6 separate regions of the Mus musculus genome follow, and all the other regions are linked to region 2. Evidence: chromatin contacts called from public Hi-C and HiChIP or PLAC-seq data. All regions are on one chromosome and are shown on one strand. Each heading gives the region's core, a stretch centred on a gene start, on an enhancer-like site or on the middle of the called end of the contact. The rest is flanking DNA. Distances are from core to core; before and after follow the strand shown.

Region 1 (2,700 bases), core at 21-2,520, 170 kb after region 2:
ATTAGGCCACCTTGCTGTCTGTTGTCCCCAGCAAATGACTGATCCATGGGGCTCTGTGGATCATCTAGGTTGGTATGATTCTTAAAATGATGACAGAAATGTGATGGTTAGTGCAGGGTTGTGCTGAGCTGTGCTTGTCAGTGAGTTTATTTTCCGGGCTTATTTAACAAGGCCAGGCTGCTTCCAGATGCTGATGACTTTGGGGCTGTGGCTCAACTGCCTTTTCTCTTCGTAGGGTAATAAAGCCAGAGGCCTGCAGGACCATTCCGCCAGTGTGGATCTGGACAGCTCCACTTCTAGTACTCTAAGTAACACCAGCAAAGTAAGCATGTTTCTTTCAGTGGTCCCCTGAAGATGCAGCCAACAGGCCTGCCCATCTTGACTCTACACAGCTATCAGGACAAAAAAGCCCATGCCCCTCTAGTCATAAAACACTTAGTGCTTCCAGACTTCTCTACAAGTAGAGGGCAAGCTGTGTGAAAAGTTTTAAATAAAAAGGCCAATAACTATTGCTATAAACAGAGAATCAAGATCATATTTTTAGACAGATGAGACCTGATCTGTAACAACCATGGGCTTCTTATCCAAAGTAGAGTTTGTAATAATAAAAGATTGAGACAGCTTCAAAGGTGGGGAGGGGGTTGTGAATTCAGGGAATTGTGCAGCAGAAATTCCTGAGACTGTGGCCTGTAGCTGATCCCATGACCGTGAGAAAACATGATTGTTTTGTTTGAATAAGCAGCCAAGCCTTGCCCCGTGGTCTGCCGCAGGACACAGGTATGATGCATTGCCCGACCGCCTTCTGTGGTGACACACCTACTTGTCCCCTTGCTTTCTATCTTGTTCCAGGGTCATTTACACGTGACGGGACCTGGTTTATTTAACCCTATGACTGCCAGTCAGGAGGCAGCCTTCCTCCATATTGTCAGCATGCTCTGATGTAAGAACAAGGAAGCTTATGAGCCCCAGCCCCTCACCAAAGCTCTGTCCTAGACTTGAAGTTTTCAAAGGCTTCAGATCCTCGCCAACAATAAGAAAGACATTTAACATTTGACATAGTTTGCAAATACACATAGCCCTCCCACACAAAATGAAAATGAGTTAAAATGAAAGCACTCTCTGGATAATGGGCTGCATACACTGTTATTTCTGCTCATTTATTTTTAAGATGCTCCTGGCAAGCCACTAAATTGATATTACTACCTACTGGGGTGTGTAGTGTGTGGTTTGAGACTCATTCCTTTAGATGAGCATGACTCAGACTTTAAGCTGCCTCTGTGCTTCACTTGTTCTGGCTGGGATCTCAATGCTGACACCGCTCGGCAGCAAGACCGTGTCGCTGCTCCTGCTGCTTTTGTAGCTGGCGTTGTGCCGGAAGACCTGGAAGTCAGTCTTCTCCATGTAGCGTTCTAAGTTAAGGCACAGCAGGCCACATCATCATCCAGCCTTCACAGGACACACACTGATTGTACTTCCACGTTCAAGTGTGCAAATGTCAAGTGCTGCTGGTCACCTATTGTAAAAAGATGGCTGGGTCCATAGGTGAGAAGGTACAGTTGAACAAGTAAACCCCACATGAGGGGGAGTGTGACGAGACGAGAGCTGCAGACAACAGATACTGGTGGCTTGGACCTCAGAGGAGTGAGGGGAAGAGGTGTGGTTTGGTAGTAGAAAGCTTGGAGAAGGGAAGGTACTGATGCTACGAATTAAATCCTGTGGAAAGCCTGGGCATTGTGCCAAGGAAGTAGCCAGGGAGTCGGAATTTCAGATACCTTAGTGTTGATTATGAAGTTCTTAAGACTCCCATCCTTTGTTTTTATGTGTCCCCTCCATCCCCTTTTCTGGTTTTGTACCTAGCTCAAGGTGACCTTGATGGCCCAGAACTCCTGATCCTCTGACCTCTGCCTTCAAGGGCAGAAATTATAGGCATGACCACCAAGGTTGATTTGTTAGGACTCTTGTTGAATGTTTGAGCATACAGTAAGGAGGGAGTACTCAGTGAAACTTTAGCTTATTTCTGTAGCATCAGTCGGAATACAAGCCACTTTAAAGTGGTCTCATCTTGCTTAATTCAGGAAATGGTGCAGTGAATTTTCACTGTACTCTTACAGAGGCAGACAGTGGAATGCAGCAAGAAGTTAAATGACTTCCCCTGAATTATGGCAAGTCACATGTGATAAACATGTCTTTACTCCAGGCAGAACATACAGTATAGTTTTAGCATCAAGAGTGCCAAGTTAAATCTCAACATTAGATCAGAGTCAGAAAGAGCCTTGAACTGTAGGTAAACATCCATGAACATACTAGGCAAAGATAAAGAAGTTGGTTAAGTGGTGGGAACTCTCCATACAGGACCATACTTCCTATAAGCCTGTGAAAAGCCTGTTCTCTGGAGTTAGCAATCTGGTCATGGTATTTGAGCAGTCAGTGCTGCAGCTTGTGAACTTCATTATTATTTTTGGAACTTTCCCCATCTTTGCAGGAAGCAAGAACTTGTCTCTGAGAAGCAGGTGTTATTATATAACAGCTTTAATACCCTTATATCTTTGGTAACCTCTAGATGACATTCTAGTGAGACAGTCCTATGAATGTAATGTATCTGTGTGCTTAGATTGCCAGTCCCCCCATTCCCCTGTCACATATCTAATCTGCTGTCTGTCTGCTGTTAGGAGCTGTCCATGGGTGACAAGGAGGCCTTCC
Region 2 (2,700 bases), core at 128-2,627:
GTTCTCATGCCTGTAAGGCAAGCACTTCACCGGCTGAGCTATCTCTTCTGCCCTGGACCTCTTTTTTGTCTTCTTTTAAAATGTATTCACCTTTATTTTATGTGTATGGGTGTTTCGACTGCATGTCTCCATGCACCGTGTGTATGCCTGGTGCCTGCAAAGGCCAGAAGAGGTCATCGGGTCTCCTGAAATTGCTATGATGTGTGTGAAGCTGCAGATGTTTGTGAACCACAATGAGGGAGCTGAGACTCAAACCTGGGTCCTCTGGAAAAGTAGCTCATGCTATTAATCACTGAGCCATCTCTTCAACCCCTTTACTTGTTTTTAACATTTATTTATTGTTTGTGTGTGTGTATGTGGTATGTGCATATGTGTGTGTGTGTATATCTATATCTCTCTACCTATCTCTCTCTCTCTCTCTCTCTCTCTCTATATATATATATATATATATATGTATATATATATATATATATTGTGTATATATGAGTGGGTACACACGTGCCACCAAACACATGGAAGTCAGAGGACAACTGAGGAATTGTTTCTCTCCTTTTATTATGTGTGTTCCAGGGATCCACTAAGGTTGCTATGCTTGGCAGCAATCACCCTTACCCACTGAAGCATCATGCCAGCCCCAGCTTCTTCTTTAATGTTAACTCATCTTTTTGAAGTTGGTTAGAGTTCCCTGTTTCACTCACTTTAGAGTGAGCTAGTTGGCACACATCTTGCCATACATTCTGCAGAATTTTTGTGGCTCATTTTGCTTACATTCATGGTTTCTTTTTATAGGTACGGCTATCATATTACCACAGCTTCATATTTTATCTGCCATGATCAGGGCACAATTCAAAACTTATTTGGAAACCTGAGAAACTATGACGGGAAGAATAATTATCCCAAAATGTGTGGCAAGTTTGAAATCTCTGCTATCAGGGACCTTACAACTGGCTATGATGATAGCCAGCCTGACAAGAAAGCTGTAAGTCACATTTACTTCTGTCAACTAATCTATTCTGTGTTCACCATTGCCTACCATTTGAATAGATTCCTTTATTTCCATGGTTGATTGAAAATTCAGGCTGGATGTGTATAGCTTGGGGGTAGGCTGCTTGCCTGGCACATGACAAGGCCTTGGGTTAGGCCCCTAGCATCAGATAAAGAATAAACAAATAAAATAGGATATGTGGGAAAAACTAGAAGCCATGAGTTAGAAATGCAAGTGATCTCACTAGTCATTTGATGACTAATGACATTCCAAGCCATCCTCCCACAGGCAAAGAAATGGTGACTCAGAAGGGCAGTGACTGGTCAGGGTCCAGGTGGAGGAGAAGCCTTTTGACTCTGGACCCAGCTTTTTCTCTTCACCAGAACACGTCACTCCAGAGAGTATCTGAGTCACCCACACCAAGAGGACGGGTGACTAACCAGAATTAGCCGGATATGATGACACATACCTATAAATCTTTAAATCCCTACACTTGGAGAACAAGACAGGAGCATCATAAGTCTGAGTTTGAGACCAGCTTGGGTTATTATGACATCCTGTCACAAGCAAACAGTGCTGAAAGCCACCCTGGAGTCTCTCATTGCGTAGCTCGGGGCTAAGAATGAAGAATTCGCATGTCTAATTAGATTCCAGATGACTCGAGACTGGTCCACTCTGGGGGAACCACTGATAAGTGGCTTTCTGATGTGTTTGGCCTTGTTCTCTGGTTGCATGTGGCCTAGCTGCAAATGTTTGCATCAGGATCTCCCTTAGAGCCAGAGGTAGCAGAAGTGTAGAGCCGGCCATGCCCAGGTTAGGAGGACAGCAGGAATATCCTGACGGAATTTTAGATGTCTTCCTTGATATTTACCTTTTTGTATTTTGTTTCAAATTTTTCATATGAACAGAATATATTTATAAGAGGTAAATGCTATTAGAAAGATTATAGTGAAGTGTGACATTTTATTGTCACACTGAGACAACCAACCACCTTTCCTCTCAATCGTTTCTCCTGCTGCTTGCCATGGAACTTTTTCCTGTCTCATGGAGATAAAGAATCCATGCATAGACTTCCTACATACAGAAGCCCTGTGCCTGGCGTCAGGAATCGTCCCTGAGCCTTGATTATGATGGTTAACCATTACCATGATCTGAGTTTCTCAGTAGCTTCTTCAGAGTCCTGCCCTTCTGTACATGAAAAGTTACGTTCCTATAACCAGTTAGGGTTATTTGTTTTGTATATGATTGTATCTTGGTTGTCTGGATTTTTATGCCAAATGTCACTAGTCCTCCCTAATAGTTCTCGGTGACATTTTTTTTACTGCTCCCAGGTCCCAGCTGTTATGTGGCCCCTGTCTGTGTCCATTGGTCTTCCTCCACCCCTCCATGCAGCTGGATCATCCTCTGGATTGAGCGCACAGCTGTCCTCCTCAGAATGCCGTTTGCCAAGGCTGAGACCCTCACTCCTGAACTCATGGCTTCTTCCTGTCTTCATTTTCCTACATCACATCTTCTAAGTGTTTTCTGGGACGGTGAAAGTAAAGCTGGGGAGGCCTCAGGGCTGAACATGTCTTGCCTTTCTCACATTCCCCAGCCTCAGAGTTTGAAAGCACTGTTCCATTACTGTCCGGTAACCAGACTCTATCTTCAGGATCTACTCATCTTTGTAGTGATGGATGTGTGATGCGTACAAAGACGTTAACACCGTTCTCGCC
Region 3 (2,700 bases), core at 36-2,535, 260 kb after region 2:
AAGGAAGGGCAGGCTGCCCAACAGCGACCGAATGGATGACTGAGGAGTGGACGACTGGGGAAGGCCCTGGAGGGCTTGAGAGAACATGGAGCTCTATGGCTTACAGACACAAGTTGGTGGATGCAGTTGTGAGTTAAGCTTGCCTTCCGAGTGACACTGACCTTGGTCATGCAAGTTGCTGGGGCTCTAAAAGAAGAAAAGATTTTAGGAAAAAGAAAAAAAAACTTTTAAGAAATGCAACATTCAGCTGAAACTTGGAAGAGGAGTCTAAACATTACTTTGGCTCGTAGCTTAGTGCACGAAAGTAGAGTGAGAGACCAGTTCGCAGAAAAGGGTTAGTTTTGAAACTCTACTGTGTGTAAAAAAGACAGCCAGAAAGCAGCTCAAGTCAACCTCATGTGTAACCGCAGCATCAGAAAAACATGAGGCAGGGGCAGTTGGCAGGAGGCATGTCTATCTGTCTTCCATCAGTCTGTCTATCTATCTATCTATCTATCTATCTATCTATCTATCTATCTATCATCACTTAACTATTACAAATTTACCCCCATGAAAGCAATAGGGGCAGAAACCTGAGTTTTGTGGGTCTCTGTTATGGTAATCTTCATTCTCACCTTGGCCGGATTCAGAATTACATAGGAGCCACTCTGTGACTGTGTTCCCCAAAGGGCTAACTGAGAAGAAAATAGCCCTAAATGTGGGAAGCACCATCTCTTAGGGTCCTGGACTGAAAAGGCAAAGTGGGGGTGAGGTGGGGTGGGGTGGGGGAGGCTGAGCACCAGCTTCCATCTCTCTGCTTCTTGACCACGGTCTCCTGCCTTGCCTTTCCTGCCACAACAGATCGCATGCTTCCCTACCAATGAACTTTTCTTCTTAGGTTTCTTTTGTTAGGGAGTCTATCAGAGCAATGAGAAACATAACAGTCTCCTGATGTCATTTTAAGTGTTATCTACAACAGGGAGAACTCTGCTGTCCCCCTCAATGACTAAGTCAGGCTTACAACTTCTGGGTTGGGTTGAGGCAATTAAAAAAAAAAAAGCCTTTGAATTGGAAAAAAAAAGCCTTCTTTCAGATTTTAGCTTTTCAAGTCTAAAGTAATAGTTAAACACCGAACCGGAGTTAACCTTAAATCTTCTCTTTTCTCTCTTGGCATTGACTCCCTCCTCCTGGAAGTCTGCCCTGGGAAGCTTGCTCCTCCTCCTCCCCTCTCTCAGCTCACCTCCTCCCCTTGCTGGGCGCCATTCCCCTGCATGCCTGGAACGCAGCCCAGCGAGGAGAGCGGTGACAGAACAAGAGTCTTCTCTCACGTGTCAGGGTGGCCCAAGCCTTTTGGGCTGGGCAGCTGGCCTCCCTGGAGAGACCTGGCAGCCCATGAAAGCTGACCCTGTCAGAGGCCTCCAGCCGGGCAGCTTTCTCTGTCTATCCCCTGACTTGGGCTGAAGAGTCTCTGTGCCTCAGGGTGGCCTTATGTGACTCCTTCCCCAGCTGCAGGGATTCTTATGGGCTAAAAACCAGCCTCTTTCCATTGAGGTCTTCTGTTCAGGCCCACAGGTCCCAAGGCCATGGTGGCCTTACCAGTGACCTTTCCCACGGGGACCCATATCTGATGTGGGGACGTCTCTTGCTCTGTCACCAGTGGTCATCACTAACATTTGAATGTCACATTACCCATCACTGTCCTATGACCACATCTACTATCTAGTGACATTAATGTTCACCGCCACCTGCAGGACAGGTGAATCTGGCAAGCTGTATCTGTGACATTGGCTCTAAACTTCTGCCTGCCGTTTGTACACCATGAGACACCACATGGATGTTTCACTTACCACTGACTCTGTTGCAGAAGCAGAAACCAGGAGAGTGAGCCTTTATAGACCAGGAAGAACTTACCATGAGGCTTTGAGCAGTTCAGGAGTATCTCTGGGTCTCAGTTTTCCCAACTAGCAAATGGGGTGGACTTGTTATCATCTGGGTCGTTTCTCACACTAAAATTCCATGACCTAACCCAGCTCTAGCATAAAGAATGGCATGGAGGGGTGTGGAACTAGAGGATGAAAGGACTGCATAGGATCGTGGCCACAGCCAGGCTCAGAGAGACTGGTATAAATGCCCCTGAAATCTTTAACATGACAAAAGGTTAAGTACATACTTAAAATGCCTTGAAATCTAGGTCTTTGATAATTGCTTCTTTTTAGCTCTAAAGAGAAGGCTCAATAACAGGAGAGGCTTCAGCACATTGTTTCAAGCGAGACCCTTAAAACATTTGCTCTTCTGACTCATTAACTCCGCACCAGAAATAGATTCAAAGAACCCATCAGAAGCATACACAAAGATTTATTCACAGGAGTGTGATTCATGGTCATCTTCATGGTAGTATAAACTACAAGCTACTCCTTTTATTCCATCTGTGCTCACAGGATACATCCTCAGAGAGGGTTTCCAACTGCACCTGCGTCAGGTCTGGGGAGATGGCTCTGTTGGCAACCTGCTTGCTGTATAAGTGTGAGGACAGGAATTTGGTCCCCTAGAGCACATGTTAAAAACAAAATGAGCTAGGTGAGTGTAATGGTGCCAACCTCTAATCCCAGAACTCAGGAGGCAGAGGTAAGCAGATCTCTGTGAGTTCAAGGTCACTTTGGTCTACATAGAGTGCTCCAGGACAGCCCAGACTACGGAGAGATCTTGTCTTGAAAGAAAGAA
Region 4 (2,700 bases), core at 104-2,603, 210 kb before region 2:
AAAATTACAATACAGAGGCACTTATCTGGAACAAACTTTATCCCCTTTATTTCATCCCATACTGACCGGTGCACACACAGGAGTTGACCCCACTTAGACTTTTAGGTCACATCACCCTTAAAGTGAGTAGCTCATATTAAGGTGACTCTTTCTTTTAGCGTTCCTTCTTCACAAGGTAATCATGTTGAGGGCCCGTGGGATCTTAAAGGGTCATTAGGCTGTGGAGGCTCCACTCTCAAGAACAAACTGTTTATTTCTCAAGTAACAGCATCAGGTCTCAAGACAGAATTAAGGAGTGAGTTGTGTCTTGTGGGGTTGCATTGGTTACCCTGAGAGCGGTTTTTCCTCTTCTCTGAGTCTTCCTTGGCCCGTCTCACAAACCCTCCTGCTACAGTGATGGTGCACCTGCCATTGTCCAGTGAACATCAAGGGCTTTATTAAATGTGGCTGCTAAGCTCAGACTTTTCAACCTCCCAAACTTGGGAGCAGTTAAGCCTTTTATCCTTTGAAACCATTCGACCCCAGGTATTTTGTTTATAGCCATACAAAACAGTGGCACCAATACCCACTAAAACAGCAGTGCCTTCTGGGAGTTTACGGGCAGGCTATGGCACGCATCACGATTTTGTGTGAATTTTCTACTCCTTAAAAAAGCACAAAGGGATCCCTACAGCAAGCTGGGTAGCTAGACTAATTAAATCAGTGGTGCCTGGGTTTAGTTAGAGAACCCAATGAAGTAAAGAGAAATTTAAGACACTCAGTATTAACATATGCATGCCCACACACATGAGAATGTACAACACACAGGCATGTCACACACACACACACACACACACACACACACACACACACCACATCCACATGCAAAAGTAAACCAACAAGCAAATCCACTGTGCAAACGATGGCTCGGGAAAATGCTAAGCCTCAAAGAAGCCAAGAGCCTGGTTCCCAGCATACAGCGTGAGTGGCAGAGGTAAGGCTCAGCTCTACATCGAAGGTCAAGCTATCTCTCTGAGTCCCAATTGCTTAGTCACACCATTTCTATGACAGCATTTAGGGCCTGAGGTTCTCTCCACAGTCATTCCTGCCTTCATCTGTGTTCACAGGCACTGTCTGGCCTCAGACAGTGAGGAAGCGTTTGAAGGGAAAAACAAGATAGATTGACAGGGTCAGAAAAAAAATGATCAGGAAAAAAAAACCAAACTCGCTCCTTTACTCCCATTAGCTAGCTAGTGATATCCTTTATTTTTAAAGGTTTATTCATTCTGCCAACACATCACGGGGGCTCTGCACACCAGTACACACAAATGGCCGGATCATGCCCCACTGCAGTTCCTACATCCAACCAGAAGAGGGGGCCAAAGTGCTATCTCTGTGTAAGGTGGATGCTCAGCGTCAAACACTTGGCTACAAAGCTCCAAGTTGCGGGGACCCCATTTGTAAGTCCCCTAACCTTCACTTTTTCAACTGTAAGTTTTGGATAGCGCAAGGCTGGCCAGCAAGACAAACTTGAGAAGGAATTGCAGAAGTGTGCAAAACCATAAACAGTGCCCCACCCCCAAAACCATAGATCCTCCAGGAGCCCAGATACAGAGAGCACTGACCAGGGGATCCAGACTGGCCATGATTTGCCACATTCCCAACCCTGACAGTGCCTGTGAACACAGATGAAGGCGGGAATGACTGTGGAGAGAACCTCAGGCCCTAAATGTGCATGCCTGCATTGAAAACGTTCTTATATAGTAAGAGTGGTGTTTCCTACAAAGTTGAAAATAACATAAGGTTAAAATGAATGGAACAAGTACGGAGTCAGAGGTACCGTGTGGACTTGGACTCTTAGCACACAGAAACACAAAGATGTGTATACTATATGGATTACTATACAGAGGGCAGAGGCTGCGACACCCAGTATCAATGAGCACAGCTTGTGTCCTTATTTTAAAAAATACCATTCTCTAGCAAAATGACTTAGGGCTCCTTAGATTCGCAGTTGGTCCTAAGGATGGGATGTTGAGGTTTGGTCTGTTGCTATGAATTGTAATGCTAAGTGTGAGGGGAGCAAGACTTGGTTGTCCCAGAGAGTCCCCACATAGATTCAAGTTATTTCTGATTAGTGAATAAAGATGCCTACAGCCTATAGCTGGGCAAAATTGAGATAGGTGGGGGCTTAGTGTTCCCGGCAGCATTGGAGTTGGAGATGATCACAAGGGGAGAGAGAAAGGTGGAGAGGGGAGTAAGATGCCCTGGGTTAGGAGTCAAGAAAGCACAGCCCTGAGGGCTGGCCAACTGGAGTTAAGAGCAGCCCATGTGAAACAGTAATAACTCAGGGTTATCAACAGGAAATATATTTTAACAGCATAGAAGGTAGATATTTGCCCAGCTGTGCTGTTTAAGGCTTGTAAATATAAAGGTTCCCTGTGTCTTTTATCTAGGAAAAAAAAATGGTCAAAGTCAGGGTAGAAACCTCAAATTGAGATTAAATATTTTCTACAACACTGGGGCAAGGAACAAGAAAACAAGAAGAGCCTGGGGCACCGTCTGGGCCAGAACGTAGTAAGGGGCTAGAAATAGGCGAGACAGAGGAGCGTGGGGGAAGTGGGGAGAGAGAGCACCGTGCCAAAGGCATCAATCTGTAAGAGCTTTCATTACAGGCACTATCCTCGAGGGAATGGAGTTGTATGCCCTTGTCCTGCTCCCTCG
Region 5 (2,700 bases), core at 92-2,591, 230 kb after region 2:
GAGGTTCAGTTCCAGAAGGTCCAGCTAAGATGGAGGCTTTCCAGGCATGCACCGGAACCTCTGTGAACTGTATCCCTTCACCCCCAGCTCAGTGCGGGGAGGTAGGTGTTACGCCCTGTGTGGGAGGCCAGGAACTGAGGCCCAGAGAGACTGAGTCCCTCAGATCCTCAGGGGCAAAGCTGACTCCCAGCCTGAGCTGTCACCAGGGATGGGAAATGCTAATGGTGCCCACTGAGCCTCTCAGGAACAAAAAGAAATCAGGTAGACGTGACAGCACGGGACTTAGTATTTGCATAGACTAACTTTTGAATCTACTTAGTATTAATCATGGAGTTAACCTGAAAACTAGGAAGCTGAATTTTTTTTTTTAAGACAACTGGGAATGGCAGGAATGTGGCAGGGCTTTGTAGGACAGCTTCAGTGCTCATAGGGAAGGGAACCCTGTAGGGGACCCTAGGGGAAAGCTGGCGTCCCACAGCTAGGAAGGGTGTTGGCTGCATTAGTTAGGAAATGCAGTAGAGTACAGCTTCTGTCCTTCAGAAGCCGCAACTCCATTCTCAGAAGAGTGTTCTAGACTGCCAGACCACCTTGAGAGTTGTGATGGTTGCTTTCGACTGTCAGCTTGCCAAGATAGAATCACCTTAGGACTGGTCTAAGACAGTTTCCAGATTAGGCTAATTAAAGTGAGAAAACTTACCCTAAATTCGGACAGTGCCATCCCAGGAGAGACAGCTCCCGGGAGGAGAAAGGAGACAGTGAACTGAGCTGCTACACTTGGCTCTAGGCTTCCTGGCTGTGCGTGTATTGTACCCAGCCATCTCAGGCTTCTGCCACCTCAGGCTCCAGATACCTCAGGCTCCAGACACCTCAGCCTCCAGACACTCCTGTCTCCTGTCACCTCAGACTCCAGACACCCCTGTCTCCTGCCACCTCAGGCTCCAGACACCTTAGCCTCCTGCCACCTCAGGCTCCAGACACCCCTGTCTCCTGCCACCTCAGGCTCCTGCCACATCAGGCTCCAGACACCTCAGGCTCCAGACTCCTCTGTCTCCTGCCACCTCAGGCTCCAGACGCCCAGGCTCTCCACCTCATGAACTGGGCCAAAATAAACCCTTTGTTCTTTGTTACTTTCATTGACCATTTTGTCACAGCAGTATCAGGAAAGTACCTGTTATAGGCCTCTGCTGGGTGACTTCAGCCTGCAGGCTTACCTTATTGGAGAGAGGGCATTGCAGTGAGCAGCAGTCTGCTGACTCACACTGGGCCCACTCCAGCCCTGTCGCTCTTCCTCCTCAGGAGAAAGTGCAGACACTGCCCCCTGGGTGGCGTCTGCACTTTGGGCTTGTTTCACAAGTGTGGCTCTGTTGTCACTGTTGCTGTTAAAGGAAGAGAGCCGGCTCTGCTCATCCATGTGTGAGTGACAGTTGGGATTGGCTCATTTCTGCAGATCTGGGTCAAGAGGACTTTTTCTATAAACAGTCCCATTACTTTGTCATTCTTACAATTCTTAAAAACCCAGCTGAATTGTAACTAAATGTGGTGACCTTGCAAACAGAACATGAGTCCTTTGTCACATTTAACCTATAGTCAGCGTATTTCATAGCATTTGCAGGGAAAGCCGCTAAGAACTACAGTTTTGAAAGTCTTGTCTGTGCCCCTGAGTGCCTGGTGCCTATGAAGGCCAGAAGAGGGTGTCAGCTCCCCTGGGAACTGGAGTTACAGCTAGGAGCCACCAGTGGGTGCTGAGAATTATACCTGAATCTTCGAGAAGGGCAGCCAGTGCTTTTAACTGCTGAGCTGTCTCTCTAGGCCTTGAAAAGTTTTTTTGTTTTTTAAATCTTTTTGGCCTTGTAGAAGCGTGTTAGAACCTATATTTATTCTTTTCCTTTGCAATTACCTCTAGGTGTTTGTTGTCCTCACCGTGTAAAACCATTGACCTTGTCAGAGCTGAGTTTTCTCCTCTCCGTGTGCTTCCACGCGTGCGCGTGAGCACAGGTACCTGTGCCCGTGGGAGGCCTGTCTCAGTGACTCAGCCTGGTGGCTTCTCTACCCAACAGGTGTTTGAGATGGACATCGCCAAGCAGCTCCAGGCCTATGAGGTCGAGTACCACGTGCTCCAGGAGGAGCTTATTGAGTCCTCGCCTCTCAGTGACAACCAAAGAATGGAGAAATTGGAGAAAACCAACAGCAGCTTGCGCAAACAGAACCTTGACCTCCTGGAGCAGTTGCAGGTAGAGCATATTTGCCGAGCGGCTTCCCGAGCCTCTGTGTAGTCGCTCATTAACTCACCAAAGGCACCAGCAGCCCGGGCTTTCCCAGGACCGCAGGACCTTTCCCACCCCGCGCTCTTTGTAGTTGCGATCAGAGGTGTCCCAGGAGAATCAGCCCTTTTATTGCAGAGCAGACAGTGTCCTTGCCACGGTCAGACAGTCCAGGAGCTTTCTGAGAGGCTCTTTCTACACTAAGCTTTGCAGGAGACCAGCTTGGCCCCAGATGCTGACTGCCAACAATTGTGCTTTGAATAATGATGAGAGAGTCTTAAGCTTTTGTTGCCTGGGGGGGAAACAGGCCAGGTCCTTGGAGAGATACTGAAGGAAGGAAGTAACTTAGAAATCTATCTAACGAACTAAATCAGAACAGTTGATGCTTATTTATAAGTCTGATTCGGATGCGAAGGTTTATTAAGCGGCATAGTTCTCC
Region 6 (2,700 bases), core at 95-2,594, 210 kb after region 2:
TCATTGACACAGAACTCTGGTTCAGCTCAGTAATTCATATTTTCCAAGGGATGCTTTACAGTACACTGAAGGAGCAACCTGGGAGACACATCGGCTTGGATTGGCTACAGGAGAAACACACAAGCTTGGTTTGCTTTTAGAAGCAGTCTCTGGGCTGTGGTGTACAAACAGAACTTGTCAGAATAATTGTAGAAAACTGTGTGTTGGCAGTTTCGTCTTGGAAAGTGGGCAGTGCCTTGGTTCTGGAATAGCTTTTAAAACGCAGAAAGGAAGCAGTGTATTGGATTTGCAGTTTCCATGGAAAAGACCTCGCTGACTTAGAATGTAATTATGTGGAACAAGAGACCCTCTGACTGTTGGTGGCTGAGCAGCGATGGAGCCCTGCCTTCCTACTTGCTCCCAAGGCCTGTCTCTGCTGGGGGGAGCTAGCTCCGTGGCCTTCCCGAAGGCCAGTTCTGGATGCTGAGGATGTCGTCCCCCCTCCCCAGGACATGCGCCTGTCTCTGCTCAGTGCACTGCACTGCCCATTCTGTGGGTCTTTCCCCGTGTTACAGCCGCAGTGGAGACGGTGAGCTGGGTCAGGCCGGAGTCAGAGCCACACACAGTATCTTCATGCTTGGAAAAGTCCCTCAGACTACTCTGCAGGGCTGGCTTTGAATGTCATCCTCAGAACTGTCCTGACTGTAGCTTCTCCGCCCACAGGCCAAGCCCACCCTTCCTAACCCACACTCTTTCTCCCTGGTACTCAACTACTGCAGTGATTATTATTATTATTATTATTATTATTGCTGTTATTGTTTAATGCTAACACTTAACTTTACCTTGAGTTGAATGTTGTATGAAATTTACTCAATCCATTTCTTTTCATTTTCACAACAGTACACATAGACAAGTGCAGAGAGGTTACATAACTTGTTCATGATCTCATAACTAATTTGCATGAGAACTGTGTTCATCCCCTCCTAGCCCCTACCTCTGCTCAGCAGGATGGTGCCCTCCATGGGCTGCACTTGGGCTGTATTAGAGTGTACTCTCAACTCCAAGGACAGTGCCCGACACATAGTAGGTACTCAATGTATCTTTGCCATGTTGATGGCGAGGCACTGAGCAGTCAAGTGGCATGGCCATCAGCGCAGAGGTGCAGGGACCTATCCACCATCATTCTGACAGCCTAAGACTTCCAAGCCCTACAGGCTCCATGGTGCTAAGAGATGCCAGTACTGGGCAGGTGAAGGGGGAGGCTGACTGGCATGGCCAATCGATCTCCAGCCAAAGCCCATCTGGCCTGGTGACCCTGTGGAGGATATTTGTACATTATCAGCAGCTGAATTTGTTAGTGTGGTAACAGAACAGTGGCATCGTGTTCCTGTTCTGTGAGGTGAACTGAAAACTGACCTGGGGGTAGGGGTGTGGAAAGGAGTGGCAGGTCTCTCTCCTGCCTTCTCCACTCCCCCATGGCACAGGAGGAGAGGAAACACAAGAAATTTTGCTCCCTGTTTTGCATTTTCTTCCTTTGGCTTCTTGTCTGCATTCCCCTTACTCTTCCTGGACAGGTCAGCCCTCTGCCTCTGACTGCTTGAATGTCATCCCTTTTCTGCAGAAAGAGAATGAAGTCCAGATTGGCCACACTCCCCTGCCCCTGCCCCCTCCCTCCCCAGCCAGCCCTCTCCCTAGGAAGCACTGTTTGTCTGAGCCCCAGCTCACTGGCCTTTCCCCTAGAAAACAGCGCCTGATTCACATCCTCTCTGCCCCTGTTCAGCCCCACCCTCTCCCTTCTGCTTCCAAGGCCAGCTGCACACAGCCCCCACTCTGTTGGCCCTCCTTTTTTCTCACCTCTGGCCCAGTGCTGGCCTGGCCTCCACTTTGGATGACCTCCAGCATCCTCCCAGGGGCCTGAAGAGCCTCTATTTGCAGCAATCTGTGTCGCGACTTACCTCCACCAGGGTCCTAGGGTTTATCCAGGGATCCTGCCAGCATCATTTTGTCCCTATGTGAACCAGACATCCTGGTTGCTGACCTAGACCCAGTGGTGAAGTCTGGCAGCCTTCTGCAGGACTCCTGTTCTTCTGTGAGTCGACATCAAATAAGGCCTAGCATGGTAGGCCTCCAGCTCTGGCCATGACATGTGTCACCATCTTTTGTTTAGTCCACACTGTGTATCTTGTCTGTTGTGTATATTCCGTCTGTACTGTGGCGGTCTGGGCCCAGTAGAGGTGTGTGGTGTAGAGTGATGGCACAGTCCATGCCTTTCAGTGTAGCTTTCCTACAGTAAGCGGCTGGAGGAAGAACACCACAGGGGAGAAGGACTTTGGCTTTTCAGTGGTTTGCTTTCTGTCTCTTGGTTTATGAGACTGGCCTTTTACTTTTTGTAACAGCTTTTTGTAAGACTTGTTCCTTCAAAGAATAAAAACAGTAGACTTTATCGTTTGGTCATATTCTCTAGTTTACAAAATGTGATTTCAGCTGTGGCCTGGCTTCATCTTTACCCAGCCTGTTGTGGACTGTGTGGCCCAAGGACTGGAGGAAGTACTTTGGCAGCTCTGTGCAGAGCTCCTTAGCCTCACTGCTTGTCCCGCTGGCTCTGTTTCCTGCTTTCTTACATCTTGCCCTCTGCCTTTCCCTTAGTATAGACTGCAGCCAGCCAGGAGAAAGCTGCTGCCAGGCTCAGCAGGTGCCATGGGGCTTTCTCTGTCTCCAGCT

The links. A called contact is a pair of places that touch in the nucleus more often than the background predicts. HiChIP or PLAC-seq counts read pairs in DNA pulled down with a chosen protein or histone mark.
Region 1: a contact with region 2 is called in a FOXA1 HiChIP or PLAC-seq map of pancreatic cancer cells. The contact joins two enhancer-like sites. A contact is called at or near these places in 12 of 39 promoter capture datasets (the C10 cell line, the HPC-7 cell line, HPC-7-derived erythroid cells and 9 more), 4 of 15 datasets of contacts at CTCF or cohesin (the NIH/3T3 cell line, large pre-B cells, pro-B cells and 1 more), 34 of 484 Hi-C or Micro-C datasets (the AML12 cell line, B cells, CD4 T cells and 21 more), 6 of 115 datasets of contacts at active chromatin or transcription factors (astrocytes, embryonic stem cells, epiblast stem cells and 2 more) and 3 of 9 other capture datasets (adipose tissue, liver and pancreatic islet).
Region 3: a contact with region 2 is called in a FOXA1 HiChIP or PLAC-seq map of pancreatic cancer cells. The contact joins two enhancer-like sites. A contact is called at or near these places in 2 of 484 Hi-C or Micro-C datasets (adipose-derived mesenchymal stem cells and myocytes), 2 of 115 datasets of contacts at active chromatin or transcription factors (embryonic stem cells and pancreatic cancer cells) and 1 of 9 other capture datasets (pancreatic islet).
Region 4: a Hi-C map of muscle stem cells shows a contact between it and region 2, with 3 times the contacts expected there. The contact joins two enhancer-like sites. A contact is called at or near these places in 15 of 39 promoter capture datasets (the 3T3-L1 cell line, 3T3-L1-derived adipocytes, the C10 cell line and 12 more), 5 of 15 datasets of contacts at CTCF or cohesin (the NIH/3T3 cell line, embryonic stem cells, large pre-B cells and 1 more), 17 of 484 Hi-C or Micro-C datasets (the G1E-ER4 cell line, Sertoli cells, Th2 cells and 11 more), 4 of 115 datasets of contacts at active chromatin or transcription factors (embryonic fibroblasts, embryonic stem cells and pancreatic cancer cells) and 3 of 9 other capture datasets (adipose tissue, liver and pancreatic islet).
Region 5: a contact with region 2 is called in a FOXA1 HiChIP or PLAC-seq map of pancreatic cancer cells. The contact joins two enhancer-like sites. A contact is called at or near these places in 2 of 484 Hi-C or Micro-C datasets (adipose-derived mesenchymal stem cells and myocytes), 1 of 115 datasets of contacts at active chromatin or transcription factors (pancreatic cancer cells) and 1 of 9 other capture datasets (liver).
Region 6: an HNF4G HiChIP or PLAC-seq map of pancreatic cancer cells shows a contact between it and region 2. The contact joins two enhancer-like sites. A contact is called at or near these places in 1 of 115 datasets of contacts at active chromatin or transcription factors (pancreatic cancer cells) and 2 of 9 other capture datasets (adipose tissue and liver).

Annotation. Positions count from the first base shown.
Region 1 is chr5:64,279,096-64,281,795 of GRCm38.p6, forward strand. Tbc1d1 (TBC1 domain family, member 1) reads left to right here. Exons shown (of 22, transcript NM_001310611.1): 10 at 236-322; 11 at 2,670-2,700. Among named protein-coding and RNA genes, the nearest start is that of Gm38634, 23 kb to the left of the region's middle. Within about 2 kb of position 1,271, at least 48 of the 459 cell types and tissues checked have an H3K27ac peak or open chromatin away from gene starts, as enhancers often do. A contact at or near this core is called in the HL-1 cell line and pancreatic cancer cells, where this site is marked.
Region 2 is chr5:64,111,219-64,113,918 of GRCm38.p6, forward strand. Pgm2 (phosphoglucomutase 2) reads left to right here. Exons shown (of 14, transcript NM_025700.3): 12 at 790-979. Among named protein-coding and RNA genes, the nearest start is that of Pgm2, 20 kb to the left of the region's middle. Within about 2 kb of position 1,378, at least 75 of the 459 cell types and tissues checked have an H3K27ac peak or open chromatin away from gene starts, as enhancers often do. A contact at or near this core is called in the HL-1 cell line, adipose tissue, muscle stem cells and 2 more, where this site is marked.
Region 3 is chr5:64,366,351-64,369,050 of GRCm38.p6, forward strand. No RefSeq gene overlaps it. Among named protein-coding and RNA genes, the nearest start is that of Gm43837, 10 kb to the right of the region's middle. Within about 2 kb of position 1,286, at least 85 of the 459 cell types and tissues checked have an H3K27ac peak or open chromatin away from gene starts, as enhancers often do. A contact at or near this core is called in myocytes and pancreatic cancer cells, where this site is marked.
Region 4 is chr5:63,905,313-63,908,012 of GRCm38.p6, forward strand. It overlaps a transcript of Rell1 not described here. Among named protein-coding and RNA genes, the nearest start is that of Rell1, 62 kb to the right of the region's middle. Within about 2 kb of position 1,354, at least 19 of the 459 cell types and tissues checked have an H3K27ac peak or open chromatin away from gene starts, as enhancers often do. A contact at or near this core is called in muscle stem cells, where this site is marked.
Region 5 is chr5:64,343,195-64,345,894 of GRCm38.p6, forward strand. Tbc1d1 (TBC1 domain family, member 1) reads left to right here. Exons shown (of 22, transcript NM_001310611.1): 21 at 2,058-2,231. Among named protein-coding and RNA genes, the nearest start is that of Gm43837, 33 kb to the right of the region's middle. Within about 2 kb of position 1,342, at least 168 of the 459 cell types and tissues checked have an H3K27ac peak or open chromatin away from gene starts, as enhancers often do. A contact at or near this core is called in pancreatic cancer cells, where this site is marked.
Region 6 is chr5:64,324,802-64,327,501 of GRCm38.p6, forward strand. All of the region lies in intron 17 of Tbc1d1 (TBC1 domain family, member 1), which reads left to right. Among named protein-coding and RNA genes, the nearest start is that of Gm43837, 52 kb to the right of the region's middle. Within about 2 kb of position 1,345, at least 129 of the 459 cell types and tissues checked have an H3K27ac peak or open chromatin away from gene starts, as enhancers often do. A contact at or near this core is called in adipose tissue and pancreatic cancer cells, where this site is marked.